Linked DNA regions of Muntiacus reevesi: regions 1 and 3 are each linked to region 2. The links are chromatin contacts, called in public Hi-C maps. All regions are on one chromosome and are shown on one strand. The core of a region is the stretch at or near the end of the contact, and the rest is flanking DNA. Distances in the headings are between cores, read along the strand shown. Region 1 holds the start of TEX30 (testis expressed 30). Region 2 holds the start of TPP2 (tripeptidyl peptidase 2). Region 3 holds the start of ERCC5 (ERCC excision repair 5, endonuclease).

Region 1 (4,480 bases), core at 1,018-3,517, 160 kb before region 2:
ATAGTCCTAAAGTCCTCTAGCGATGACTTGGCTTTGTTCATCCCTTCTTTCATCTTTGTGTGCCTGTGTGTTCAGTTGCTAAATCATGTCCGACTCTTTGTGACCCTGTGGACTGTAGCCCACCAGGCTCCTCTGTCCATGGGATTTTCCAAGCAAGAATAGTGGAGCAGGTTGCCATTTCCTCCTCCAGGGCATCTTCCCCACCCCGGGATCAAACCCGCATCTGCATTGGCAGGCAGATCTGAGCCACCAGGGAAGCCTCTTTTGTCTTTGGGGGAAAGTAATTAATAGACTAAATGTAAGCCTTCTTACTCATGGAAAACTTCTTGATGGCTCTAAATATTTTTAAATGTTTCTTAATTGCAGACCAAAGATGAACTGTGATATGCAAAATACCTTTCCTTCAAATAGTGGTGCTCTGAAGACTCTTCTTAACTGAAAAGAAGAGTGTCTTCTAAATACTAATTCCATGGACAGTATAAAAGCTGCTCTGTGATTGTCTGGATTATGAAGATCTGTTTCTTCATAATTATGCAGTATTCCCACGACGGTCATTGGAAGCACATTTTTAGAATTTTGTAATAAAATCACTTTTATTTTAAAGGCCTGTGTTGTGCTTATCATTAGCTGTGTTTGGACCATGGAGCAGTAAAAAAAAAAAAAAAAAAAAAAGGGTGTCTGAGTCCTGAACTCAGTTTGAAGCATGTCAAAAGCCATCACCTACCTAGGTACACAGTTTAAATGACAAAGCAGTAAAGTTCTGATTTATTTACACTATTATTTCAGATAGTCATTCACAGCCAAACTGAATACTAATTAATACACCTTGCAAGGTTTTTTGTAATCTGGCCTCTGCCTGAATCCATCACAAATGGATTTTATTTAACATGTATTTATTAAGCACCTAATATGTGCCAGGCATTGTATTACGTTCTACAAATACAATAGTGGACAGTCTCTATCTCTTCTGAAAGAAGAGTTAAATAAACAAGTAAAAATAAACAAATAAGCAGGGCAATTATGGATTGATTAAAAAAAACAGTTATTACAGAGAGAAAGTGGGCTTAGTGGTGGTGGCTACTTTAGATTGGAGATCAAAGATGCTACTGACTTCTCACTGTTAAGCAAAATATTTGTTATGGTTAATGATAAACAACCACTGCTAAAATATGAAATTTCCAATTATTAAAAGGAAGCACATTAAAATTTTATTAAATGCTTTTCAGACATCTATTTACATATTCATGTTTTATGGTGATTTATTCTGTTACATTAATCCATGATGAACTACATTAACACTGTTCTCATTTTGAAACATTATAGAGCCTCCATAAAAACTTAATACATCCAATTATGTATTATTTTAATCCATGGATGGAATAACCATGCTAATATTTGGCTAAATCTGGCCCACCACTTGTTCTTGTACAGCCTGCAAGTTAAGGATGATTTAAAATTTTTTAAATGGTTGAAAAAAGAAAGGAATAATAATAACGACATGTAAAATTTATCTGAAATTGAAGATTTGGTGTCCATAGTTTTCTATGAGTTTCCTATTGCTGCTGTGACAAAGTATTAATACCACAAATTTAGTGGTTTAAAAACAATAGGAATTCAATCTCATGGTTCTGGATTTTAGAGTCAGAAATCAGTGTTTATGGGATAATGGCGATGTATTTGGAGGGTTGGTTTCTTCCTGAGGCTCTTGAGGGCAGAATGCCTCTTCTGGCTCCTAGGGGTGCGTTTCTTAATGTTTCTTGTCTTGTGGCCTCTTCACCTTCCCAACCAGCAGCTCAGCATCTTTCAAATCTCTGTTATCACACTGCCTTCTCTCTGAATGTTGCAGCACTTTTATAACAAGTCAAATGGTGGCAAGCATCCAAATAGCCATCCACCAGTGAACGGATAAACAAAATGTGGTTGATCCGTAAAACTGAATACTACTCAGCAATGAAAAGAAACGAGTTAAAAGCAACAAAGTCCTATTAGATATGGCACAATATGGGCGGAATCTTCTTTTTCTGATCACGCGGCATGCGGTGTCTCAGTTTTATGGCCGGTGCAACTGCTGGAAGGGAATGGCTGGGACGCCGAAGGATCCTGAGAGAGGAAGTCGGCGGAGAGGCTGCGAGGGGAGGCGGCCCGGCAGCCCCCGCTGGGGTGGGCAGCAGACGCCGCCACAGCACCGGCGGCCGGGGCGGGAAAACTCCCGCTCCCAGCCTGCCCCGCGCGCCGGCTCGCGCGCCTGAGGGGCGGGGCGTGCGCGCGCCTGCGCTGTAGCGGGACGCGCTGGCGGCCGCGGCGAGGCGGTCCCTTCGAGTGTGGTAGTTCGCTCCCTGAAGGGAGTGAGGACGGTTAGGTGCTGCCGGCCACTTCCCCGTCTCTGGTAAGTGCGGCGGCTGTGGCGGAGGCGGCGGCAGTGGTCGGGGCTGCTGCTTGGGAACGGCTTCCGAGGGCTTTGCGCGGCCCCGCCAGCGGCGTTTCGGGCTCGCGGCCGTCGCCCCTCGGGGGCTGTTGGGCGGCTTGGTGAGGCGTGAGGCGTCGGTTAGGCCCCGCGGGCCGCGGCCGCTGGGGCTTCGGCCGGCCGGTCGGGAGGCTCCGAGAAGGAACGGTGCGGGCGGGGCGAGCCGGGCACCGGCGGCCTCCGAGCGGGGAGGGTGTCCCGGGCGCCGGCCACCGTGCAGCCCCGACGGGCGGAATCAGCCGGACCTTGGGCGCCTTTGGGTCCCCAACCCCGGGAAGCCTGGCCTCGAGTTTCTGCCCTTGTTCCGTTTTTGTCGACGCGGCTCGGACCCGCGACCCCCCTGGAGGACTTGAAGTCTGACTGTTGCCGTTGCGTTTGCCTCTTGATTTCCAACGTTCCGCCCGGACGAGGCGGATAACGCACGAACATTTTTTTCCAACTGCAAGTTAAGGGGTGGTGGCATCCGATCATCCGGCTTCGGATGTGGTCTCTGTCGCATCCTGACGACGGTAGTCACACAAATCACTCTTGAAAACGCCCACAAGCGTGGGCACGCGGGTCCAGACGGTGAACCGTCGCAGCTTCTCTCCGAAATTGGTGGCGTTTGCTGCCTTTGAAGACACCGAGGCGGAGCCAGGCTCCAACCCCGCCGCCCCTTCTGACCCGCTAAACCCAAGATTTATAAGCTGGAGCAGGTCGGGATTAGATCCTGGTGCCGGCTCACTGTTGCCCCTGTAGTCCAGCACATGTGTGCTCTGTTGGCAAGGACAGACCGTCTGTCATGCATGACAGTGGCGTTTGCCAGGAAAAAAAACAAAACAAAAAAACCCACGAACACCCCACTTGTTGAGGGATAGTAGAGCATTCTAGGTTAAGAGAGTGGGTTGAGGACGTGTATCTAGTTTTACTCCCTGAAATCTCACTAAAAGTACTGTAAAGGGATTTTCAAAAAGACACAAACCCACAGAGCTGAAGAAAATGGGAAAGAAATAATAGCAGTAAAATACTGGGCTCCAGAAAGCAAGTGTCGTAGCAGATTAGCTGAATTTCTAAACCAGCAGAGGGAAAGCTGTGGAACAATTTTATATATATATAAAGAAAATCTTCAAAATGTGCAGAAACTGGCAGCACGGGACACTTATGGGAGCTGGCAATGAAAGGAATGGTGCTGGGGATGGATGCGGAGGACTCAAAAGACCACTTAGGTGAAGTCTGTCTGAGAAGTCATTAGCTAGCAAGCTCTGCTTCCCCGTTTCACACTGGTAGGATACTGCTGCTCTCCCACCAGGAGACTGGAGGCTCTTCTCTTGAGAACATAAAACGGGATCTTTGAACCTGGGGACCCCAGGCACAATTATGAGGCTACATTTATGAAAACAGACAGTGAAGGCTGAAGCCCTTCATCCTCCTCCAGTTTAAATCCCAGAACTTTTTGCAGCCGGTCTAATACCTTTGAGGCTCTATATGAGAATTGTACACACACATACATGTAAAGGGAAGGATCTGTACAGTAAATTAGTCACAGTGATGGCTTCTGAGAAGGGAAAGGAACTTTGTGGCTGAGGGAAAAAATGTGAAGAGACTTAATTATTCACACATTTTTATTCTCTTAAAATAATGTACCATGTGCATATATTGCCTATTCAAAAATGAAATGTATTTCTTAAATGCAAATGAATACACCCTTTGAGACAAGAATTTATAGATATGTCTACACATGTGAAAAATAATGTTAAGTACAGTGCCACTCATTGCAATATTGCTTTAGCCAAAGATTGGAAACAGTCTCAATTTTCATTAATAGATGGTTGGTAAAATAAATTTTGTACAGCCCTCCCTTGGAATATTTTGTAGTCATAAAAAAACAATGAAATAAGCTCATTGTATAAAAAAAGAGTAATCACAAAGATATATGTTGGGGAGGAGGTTCAGAAAAAATATATCACTAGTTTTATAAAAAAGATGTGTGTATGTATATATGTATATAAAATATCTGAAAGATAAGCAGAATATTGA
Region 2 (4,796 bases), core at 1,694-4,193:
AATTCCAGGTCCTGTCCAAGCTGTCTCTCCTCCAAGAAGCCTGGCTGGCCCCCTGATCAATCTGTTAACAGTTACAGTCTGCACGACTCCAGAATCTTTTAATGCAAAACCTTAGATGCCTGAATATCTGCTGCGGAAAAGACCTAACCACTTATTTAATTATTACTCCTCTCATCCTGCCACCCTCTGCATTTAGCAAGCCTACACGCTGTCACAAAAGAGAACTGAGCCCGAGGCCATCTCCAAAGAACGGGCCTCTCCACTGTGTTCCTCAAAGTTCTCCTCCGGTCTCTGGTCCTCTGCTCAGACTTCACTGGCTTTTCAGATGTCCAGTCCAACCACCTCTTCCTATTTCACTCGCTCCTTCCACTTTATTTTTATCTACCTTCTTACCTTAATGATGCATACACAGATCTACAAAACACGTTTGTTACAGGTAAGGAGGGGGAAAAAAATACCTTAAAAATTCACTCGTGTTTGCAAGTCACCTTACTGAATTCTTTTTGGATGGCCATGTTTAGGTCAATCTCTCCAAGCTGTTAGAAGATAAGAGTTAAATTTTCATTTCCCTTCAAATACACTGTTGTGCAAACATTTGTTGTTACATGGACACATCTAAGGGCTTCCCAGGTGGTGCTAGTGGTAAAGAACCTGCCTGCCAGAACAGGAGAGGTAAGAGATGAGAGTTCAATCCCTGGGTCGGGAAGATCTCCTGGAGGAGGGCATGGCAACTCACTCCAGTATTCTTGCCTGGAGAGTCCCATGGACAGAGGAGCCTGGTGGGCTACGGTTCATGGGGTCACAAAGAATTGGACAAGACTGAAGGGGCTGAGCACACACACACATCTAATGCACATTTATCCTTCAGAGAGCCAGCGATTTAAGATCCAGCATAAACTCCCTCAAGGTTATTTAAGCCTTGCTTAAAAACATGAGTTTCTTGAACGGTTTTCTTGAGCTCTTTTAGCAGTCACAGGTAACTAATTGTCTCAATTTTCAGAGCAGCGCGGTGGGATGAAAGTCACTGCCACTTTATAGAGGGAGGAACAGAATGACGGGATGAGCAGGTCTGGGAGATTCTACAAAAGCCTCTTTTCCCCAGACAGTACTCCTCCAAACTCTTCCAATCCCCTTATTATCCTGACAAAAGAGCCAGTGAACCACGGCCTCCAGCTGTTCTCCTCCCACTTATCCCTATAAAAAGGGAACACACACCACCCCGGAAAGAAACCATCGCTCCCCAGGAATAAAATCTCGAGGAGGTGATGGCTGTCACTGCTGTGAGTCTCCCGAGTTATTAACATGACTGGACCATTCCAGCACAGGAGGGAAGGCATCACCTGCTTCTCTTCTGAGGCTCCAGAGCTGCCCCGCAGGGTCAGGGGCAGATGAGTGGCACTCCTCCCCACTGCTTAAGAATTAAGGGGAGGAAGCAAGATACCCCCCAGAAGGGACTCTCTACAGAGCAGACTTGACAGTTTCCTCGTCCCCCTGAATTACATCCTAACTTCCCAAATGCTATCCCGCTTTTAAGAGAGCACAATCAAGGATTTAAGAGGGCAGAGGCACGTGGGAGGAAGAGAATCCCTCAACTTCAGGGTTTTAAGACATACAGGTGAAGGGCTGACACAGGGGAAGAGAACAGCAATCAGCCAGGTTAGACGTTGGAGAGATGGGACCTTGAGCAATGGTGAGGTTCTGCTGACTACTGGGTTTCCCTGCAAGTCTAAGGCTAAATTTACAAAAGCCAAACTTTGAAAACTTTAATCAGAAGGCTTTCAACAGAGATCAACGTTTTAAAAAAATTACCTTTTTCACAAGGGTACCTTGATTCAGCGATCCCAAAGGTGCCGAAGGCCAAACAAAATCGTCTTTTAAAAAATGATAAAGTACGTGGTCTTACATTTTGAGGTTGAAAAATTAAAAAGAAAGAAAGCATAATTGAATGCACCCTGGAAGAGTTCGCAAAAAAAAAAAAAAAAAAAACAACCCAAACCAACAACAAACTCAATCGGGTTCTTCTTTACGTAAAAGCCTAATAAGCCCTGCGTTGCAGCTGACCCTAAACAAGTACACTGCAGAAGACGGTTTAAAAATAGCACCCAGAAAACTACCGGAGGAAACAATTCCGGAAGTTGACTTATCTTCTTGAAACCGGCGGCTTTCGTTGTTTCGAGATTAAAAAAAAAAAAAAAATCATTCCACCCCAAATCAAATCACCCGAATGACAGTGAGAAAACACACATACACACGCACAAAAAACCCACGAAAAGTTCTGATTTGCCTCTTCTCTGAAGCCTCCCCACCACCACCACACCACCCTCCCCAGGATAATAAAATGGTAAATAACGGGCACTGGCCGCTCGGGTCCACGAGGCAGCCGCGGCGGCGGCGGAGGGCGCTGGGCTGGGCAGGAGAGAGCCCGCGGGCCCCGGGGCCAGGCGGCGCCCAGGCTGGAAGGGGCTTCCCGGAGGCAGGGGGGCGGCGATTAGCGCCCCGACCGGCCGCGCCGGGCCCCGCCGCTTTGTCTGGGCCGGGATCGGGGCCCAGCCCGGGCGCCCCGGGCTCCGCGCCTCCCAGCCCGAGGCTTCCTCCCGGCGCCCGGCTCGCCCTCGGCCGCACAGTGGGACTCCGAGGCCCGCGTCCCCCCGCCGCCCCCGACCCCCGCGCTGGGGCCCTCAGCGGCCGCCGCACCTGCATGCCCGGGGCCCCGGGGTCGACCCCCGTGTCCAGGACGGCGATGAGCACCCCTCGCCCGTCATACTCCGGGTAGCGGCACAGGAAGGCCGCGGCCCCGGTCTCCTTCTTCGGGAGGAGGCCGTGGAAGGGGAAGGGCTCCTCGGTCGCGGCGGTGGCCATGGACGCAGGCTGCAAGGCGGCGTGGAGGCAAACGGCCGGGCTGCGCGCGGACGAGCGGCGGCGCGAGGACAACCCGGGCGGCCGCGGGCCTCGGCTGGGAGAGGAGGCGCGGACGGGGTGGGCGGGGCCGGCCGCCGGCCAATCCTCGGGCCGCCAGGGAGGGCCGGCCAATCCCGCGCCTCCACGTCAGAGCCGACGGCGCTGCTCTCCGGAAGCCGAGTCCTGGAGGTACCCGGGGCCGCAGAGAAGGGGGCGGAGCCTGAGGCGTGGCCGGAGGGGTTCGGGGGCTGGAGCTCCCCCGGGGGGTCTTAAACGCGAGGGACTAGCGGGGCGGGGATTTTTTTTTTTTAGGGGGCGGGCCGGCTTCTAAGCAGAGGGTCCGCATATCCCCGCCCCAAGGGGGGATAGAGAAGGAAGTGGGGGCTTGGCGTCTGGAGAAGCGGGAAGACCCTCTCTGACAGTTGATGGTTTCTGAAAGTGCAGGTGTAATTGAATGAAACTTTGCGCTCAGCTGCGGCGGAACCCCCCGGGTGGACCCGGGGCAGAGGGAGCCCACGCGAGCTCGCTTAAACCCCTTAGGCGTGTCGGATATTGGCGAAAAGCCGGGAGATCAATTTTTTGATTTGGGAGAGTGGGAGTGATTTTTCTGATTGGGAGTTCTTTGATTCAGTGGTGGCTGGCGTTCCCCTCTCTCGAAGGTGTGTCCCTTTGAAGAATGGTGGTGGTGGTGGTGGGGACAGGCCAGGACTGCAGTCTGCAGTCAACAGGAAACGGGTTGCTGGCCATTCCATCGGCCTCTGCCGCCAATAACGAAGTAGCATCCCGAAGTGGGCCCCTCCTATCCTCCTGTCTTACCCTGGGCTTCCGGGATTTCTGAAAAACAAATTTTATTTTTTCTTCCCGTCCCCACCCCGACTCTGTCTTTAAGTTGGTGTTCCTGGTTGGTCCTCAGGGTTCTTCACTCAACTGAAAGTGAAAGTCACTCAGTCTTGTCCACTCTTTGCGAACCATGGACTGGATGTAGCCTGCCAGGCTCCTCTGTGCATGGAATTCTCCAGGCAAGAATACTGGAGTGGGTTGCCATTCCCTGCTCTGGGGGGATCTTCCTTGACCCAGGCATCGAATCTAGGTCTCCTGCATTAAAGGCGATTTCTTTACCATCTGAGCCACCAGGAAAACCCTGATAGAGCCATAATTGGCAATTTTCCTGATTAAGAGTGGCTGCTATCAATTGCTCCACGCTGCCCCAGTGGCACTTTAATGATTTTTCTGTCTGTATTCATGCCAGGGTAATCTCAGTCTTTGTGAGGATGTGCCAAGGGTGGATGCCTTTGGCAATCTGGTCAGCCTTAAGATCAGCTTCTCAGAACAATTTTAAACTCATAAAATATAGAGAATTACAAAAGAAATTATGTTGAAAGTTATCAAAATGTGAAAACCAACTTTGTTATACAGAAATAGTTTTATACATGTGTGTATGTAGTTATACATATGTTCTTTGCATAAAGTAAGCAGGAGCTAGTGCCAAATCTAATAAGCTCCCGTAATTGAACAATAGTAAAGAGCATAAATGATACTTTGAGACCTGTACTGTGACAAGAAACTGATTTTTTGGGTGACATAGGAACAAACAGTAATGCTAACACCACTCTGGTTGTTACCTACATCTATAATTGAAGGAAATACTTAACTAAAAGGTTAGTGGAAGTTAAGCTGTATTTCTCTTGTTCTACTCAAATTTTTGAACCCCTCAGATTCTATCATGGACTCCAGGTTATGAATGCATGGTGTCAAGGGAAATCCTATGTACACCAGTTTCCACTTCACGGGATTGGGGGATTCTCCATGAAGTCTCAAAAAATTACTGTACAGGCTGTGCAGTTTTTTTGAATTGATTACTTGCCCATTCATTCTACTCTATAAGGCTTAGAGAAGCA
Region 3 (4,762 bases), core at 1,911-4,410, 210 kb before region 2:
TTCCTTCTTCAGGGGATCTTTGCAACCCAGGGGTCAAATCCAGGTCTCCTGCATTGCAAACAGATTCTTTACCGTCTGAGCCAACAGGGACTACATCGGACAGAGAAGGCCTGTCCAAAGAAGTAAGAGGTCTAGAGCAAATGAACAGGAGGAATGAGAGAAGCCAGTGAGGCAGGAGGCATAGCGAACGCAAATGCCCTGGGACAGAAGTGCGTTCTGTTCAAGGACAGCGTGGCAGGTGCAAGAGGAGCAGGGAGAGGATGTGATGGACCTGCAGTCACTGGAAGGATGTGACTGAAGACTCACCCCAGTGGCCAAGTGAGGAACGAACTATTAATTAATACAAGGAAACCGGCTTTAAACTAGTTACAACAGCCTGAGTGAAAGCAGAATGCAGGGGTGAGGATGAGAAGACGTCAGCTAAAGGGTCCATCCTGGAAGCAGGATTTGGTGTTGGCTCAGCTCTGTATTGTACTGGGTCAAGATTTCTAATTGGCTTGTTTCCGGTTGCTACACCACTGTTATTAGGTGGAGTAAGTTTCTACTTAACTCATTCAATTTTATCAAGAGTGTTAAGTCACTCAGTCATGTCGGACCCTTTGCTACCCCAATGACTGTAGCCCACCAGGCTCCTCTGTTCATGGGATTCTCCAGGCAATACTGGAGTGGGTAGCCATTCCCTTCTCCAGGGGATCTTCCCGACACAGGAACTGAACCTGAGTCTCCAGCACTGCAGGCAGATTTCTCTGCCATCTGAGCCACAGGGAATGAGAAAATCTAATTTCAGATCAGTAGCTCTCAAACTCTGCTATCCCTTGGAACTAGATATGAACCTTCTGAAACACAGGCTACTAAACACGCTGTGCTTAGTCGCTCAGTCACGTCTGACTCTGTGCCACCCCATGACTGCAGACCACCAGGCTCCTCTGTCCACGGGGATTTTCCAGGCAAGAACACTGGAATGGGCTGCCATGCCCTCCTCCAGGGGATCTTCCCAACCCAGGGATTGAACCCAGGTCCCCCACATTGCAGGTGGGGCCTAAACAGTGTAATATTTTGTTAATAATAGAGTTAAGTGTATTTTTCAAATGCTAAGGTCCATAAGAGACGAAAGTTTAATTAATTCTTTATTATTTGACACGAACATTTATATTGTGTAAATAAACAAGACGCTCAGCTGAAAATGGTAAAAAGATCAAATAATTTATTTTAGGGTTTCAAGAATAAATTATGAACCTAGTATGCCAAGGGTAATTTCTTCATTAACAAATAAAATCAAAAAACTTGAATACATTTTACAAATTATGGGCTTCAATGTAAATTCATATAAATTTCTGCTAACGTTTTAAGGGTTCCTGACACTGAATACTGTTTTCATTCCTATGGATAAATATTAATAGTTCCAAGGAGAAAACCTTCAGAAAAGCAGTGGTTTAATGAACCACTAGAGGGCAGCAACTGCTCGTGTACTTTAAAAAAAACACAAACCTTTGCCACAAGGTACCAGCATAAAACTTTTAAGCCACTCTTCATTACGGATGTGGTTTAAATTACCCACATTGCAAATACATATATATAAACCTCATCGTCGTCTTGCTTTACTAAAAAAAAATTACCAGTGTTCCCCACCCCCTCTGACAGTGCATTTACCACAGCAATTACTGCAGGACTGTCTTCTCCACAGAGCATGGAGTTCTAGGCTCATATGTCCCCACTTAGGGAACTGGTGGAAGGTACCACCAGCTTCTGCAACAGAACAGACACTCAGAAAAAGAAAATAAAGATAAAAACAGAAAAAAGAATGCCTAACGAATAAAAATACTAAAATTTCAGAAACAGCTTTCATTTGTTTCAGTAACCAGGAAAAATTCTAAAGATAATACCAGCCAAACACGCACACAAACAAATCCATCACAGAGGCTGGGAGAGTAATGCACTGTACACCTTTTGAAATCTTTGCGGTGTTGTACCATACGAATTTCGTATTCCAAAAATCATAACAAAAAGCAATGTCACTGGGGAAAAAAAAAAAAAATGTAAAACACATGTACACACACGTTTTTCTTCCTCTCACAAATATAAACGGAGCAAGACTCAGGGCGGCTGGCAAAACTACTGGTAGGAAGTCGACTTTGTTTTCTCCAGGCTGACCTCCCAGCCAGAATAACATCTTCAGGATTTACAGTATTAACAGTGCCAGACACTATTTTTAAACTCCGTTCATTTAAATATTCCCTTTATTCCTCCCACCAACTCTATGTGCAGAGACTTATCACCTCCACTTCCCAGATTAAAGAACTGTAGAGAAGCGTAGAGCGCTGGGCCTAAGACTCCAAGTCAGGGAACTATGAGTGCAACGCGGGAGGAAAGCAGACACTGAGAAAGGAAGCGTCCTGAGGAAGATCCGATAGCTACTCCCCGCCACCGCCTCCCCCGCTGGCGTGAGACCCCACGGGCTAAGACCCTCATCGCACCAATGCCGCTCTGCGCCCCAGGAAAACTGTGAGCAAAAAGCCCAGGCGTCTCACGTTGATGTCTGACAGAAAACAACAAAATTCTGTAAAACAGTTATCCTTCAATTAAAAAAATAAATTAACAACAACAACCCTGGCGTCCACCGAGCATCCCCAGCGCCGACGCCGCGTAAAGGATACCCACGGCAAGGATCTTCCCCTCCAGCGTCTCCGGGCTGATTTGCCGCCCGGAGCACTCCAGCAGCTTCCAGAGCCCCTGAACTCCCATGAGGGAGCTGTATCCTCGGCGTCGCGGGCGGCTTTTCACTCCAAGTCTTCCCCGCCCGGCTGCACCGCCGCCCTGGGCCCGGGAAGAATACTCTCGGCTCCCACTCGGAAAGAAGGAAAACCAAGAGCTCGCAGCTGTCCAGGGAAAACGGCCCCGGCGAAACGGGGACGTCCCAGAAGCTGACACGGCCTCGCGGAAGAAAAATGGGACCAGAGAAAGCTGGCGACGCGGAGGGGCAAGTCCTCGTCTCCTCCAGCGCTCTGGCCCAAACGTTTGCACTCTCAGCGGACGACCAGGGTGAAGGGACGGCGCAAGCAAGATTTAACAGCCAGAAAAAGTTCCTCCGAAAACTCCAATCTTCTCAAGCTCAGGCGTTCCGCACGGGAAATGGAGCTCCTCGGATGCCGTCTAATGCGTCGCGCAGGGCGGAAGTCCCGGCTCCCCAAGATGACGTATATCCGCTGCGCAGATGCATTCCGGAAATGAGGGGGTGGTTCGGCCTCAGGGTTTACAGCGTGTTGGCCGCTTTACGTTCTCCACGCAGGCCTCCTGTTTCTGTTAAACGTGGAAACCATACGCAAAGCGTTTTCTTTCAGAAGTTACGGGTTTGTACGAGTTTTTCTAGCATCGGTTTTTTCCGAGTCTGCCGCCAGTTGTAAAAACTCAATGCTAAGTATTGTTTTTCGCGTGAGGCAATAACAGAAGGCGGAAGCTTTAAATTCAGTTCAGTCGCTTAGTCGTGTCCAACTCTGCGACCCTGTGGACTGCAGCACGCCAGGCTTCCCTGTCCATCACCACCTCCCGGAGTTTACTCAAACTCATGTCCGTTGAGTTGGTGATGCTGTCCAACCATATCATCCTCTGTCGTCCGCTTCTCCCGCCTTCAATCTTTGCCAGCATCAGGGTCTTTTCTAGTGAGTCAATTGTTCGCGCCAGGTGGCCAAAGTATTGGAGTTTCACCATCAGTCCTTCCAATGAACACCCAGGACTGACCTCCTTTAGGATGGACTGGTTGGACCTCCTTGCAGTCCAAGGGACTCTCAAGAGTCTTCTCCAACACCACAGTTCAAAAGCATCAATTCTTCAGGGCTCAGCTTTCTTTATTCTCCAACTCTCACATCCATACCTGACTACTGGGAAAACCATAGCCTTGACTAGAAGGACCTTTGTTGACAAAGTAATATCTCTGCTTTTTAATATGCTGTCTAGGTTGGGCGTAACTTTTCTTCCAAGAAGCAAATGTCTTTTACTTTCATGACTGCAGTCACCATCTGCAGTGATTTTGGAGGCGCCCCCCCCCCCAAAAAAATAGTCTGTCACTGTTTCCCCATCTATTTGCCATGAAGTTATGGGACCAGATGCCATGATCTTAGTTTTTTGAATGTTGAGTTTTAAGCCAACTTTTTCACTCTCCTCTTTCACTTTCATCAAGAGGCTCTTTAGTTCTTCGCTTTCTGCTGGGAGTGTGGTGTCATCTGCATATCTGAGGTTATTGATGCTTCTGGCAGTCTTGATTCCAGCTTGTGCTTCATCCTGTCTGATATTTCTCATGATGTACTCTGCATATAAATTAAATAAGCAGGTTGACAATATACAGCCTTGACATACTCCTTTTCCTATTTGGAACCAATCTGTTGTTCCATGTCCAGTTCTAACTGTTGCTTCCTGACCTACATATAGATTTCTCAGAAGGCAGGTTAGATGGTCTGGTATTCCCATCTCTTTAAGAATTTTCCAGTTTGTTGTGATCTGCACAGTCAAAGGCCTTGGCATAGTCAATAAAACAGAGGTAGGTGGAAGCTTTGGTTGATGTTTTTTAATTAATAAGTAGGTAGTTATCTGAAAATTTGTAGTAACCAGATAGTAATATGGTTTAAAATCTTAGCCCTTGAAGTACATTTTTCTTCAGCATTTAAGAGTTAGGCTTGTAGGTCAGAAGTAACAAGAAACTCATTGCCAGAGTAGCTCCTGTCAAGGCGGTGGATTGGACACTCAGGCTAAGATTCAAACCCCCACTGAA

Evidence for each region. Hi-C and Micro-C count contacts between places; a contact is called where the count stands out from the background.
Region 1: a Hi-C map of blood shows a contact between it and region 2, with 3 times the contacts expected there. The contact joins the promoter of TEX30 here to the promoter of TPP2 in region 2. A contact is called at or near these places in 2 of 3 Hi-C or Micro-C datasets (blood and muscle).
Region 3: a contact with region 2 is called in a Hi-C map of blood, with 4 times the contacts expected there. The contact joins the promoter of ERCC5 here to the promoter of TPP2 in region 2. A contact is called at or near these places in 2 of 3 Hi-C or Micro-C datasets (blood and muscle).

The regions. Positions count from the first base shown.
Region 1 is chr11:75,674,109-75,678,588 of mMunRee1.1, reverse strand. It overlaps TEX30 (testis expressed 30), which reads left to right and starts at 2,267. Exons shown (of 6, transcript XM_065902237.1): 1 at 2,267-2,386. It overlaps POGLUT2 (protein O-glucosyltransferase 2), which reads left to right. Exons shown (of 10, transcript XM_065901845.1): 10 at 367-603. The coding sequence ends at 384.
Region 2 is chr11:75,514,928-75,519,723 of mMunRee1.1, reverse strand. It overlaps TPP2 (tripeptidyl peptidase 2), which reads right to left and starts at 2,943. Exons shown (of 30, transcript XM_065902393.1): 1 at 2,695-2,943. The coding sequence starts at 2,859.
Region 3 is chr11:75,723,911-75,728,672 of mMunRee1.1, reverse strand. ERCC5 (ERCC excision repair 5, endonuclease) reads right to left here and starts at 3,160. Exons shown (of 15, transcript XM_065901853.1): 1 at 2,655-3,160. The coding sequence starts at 2,742.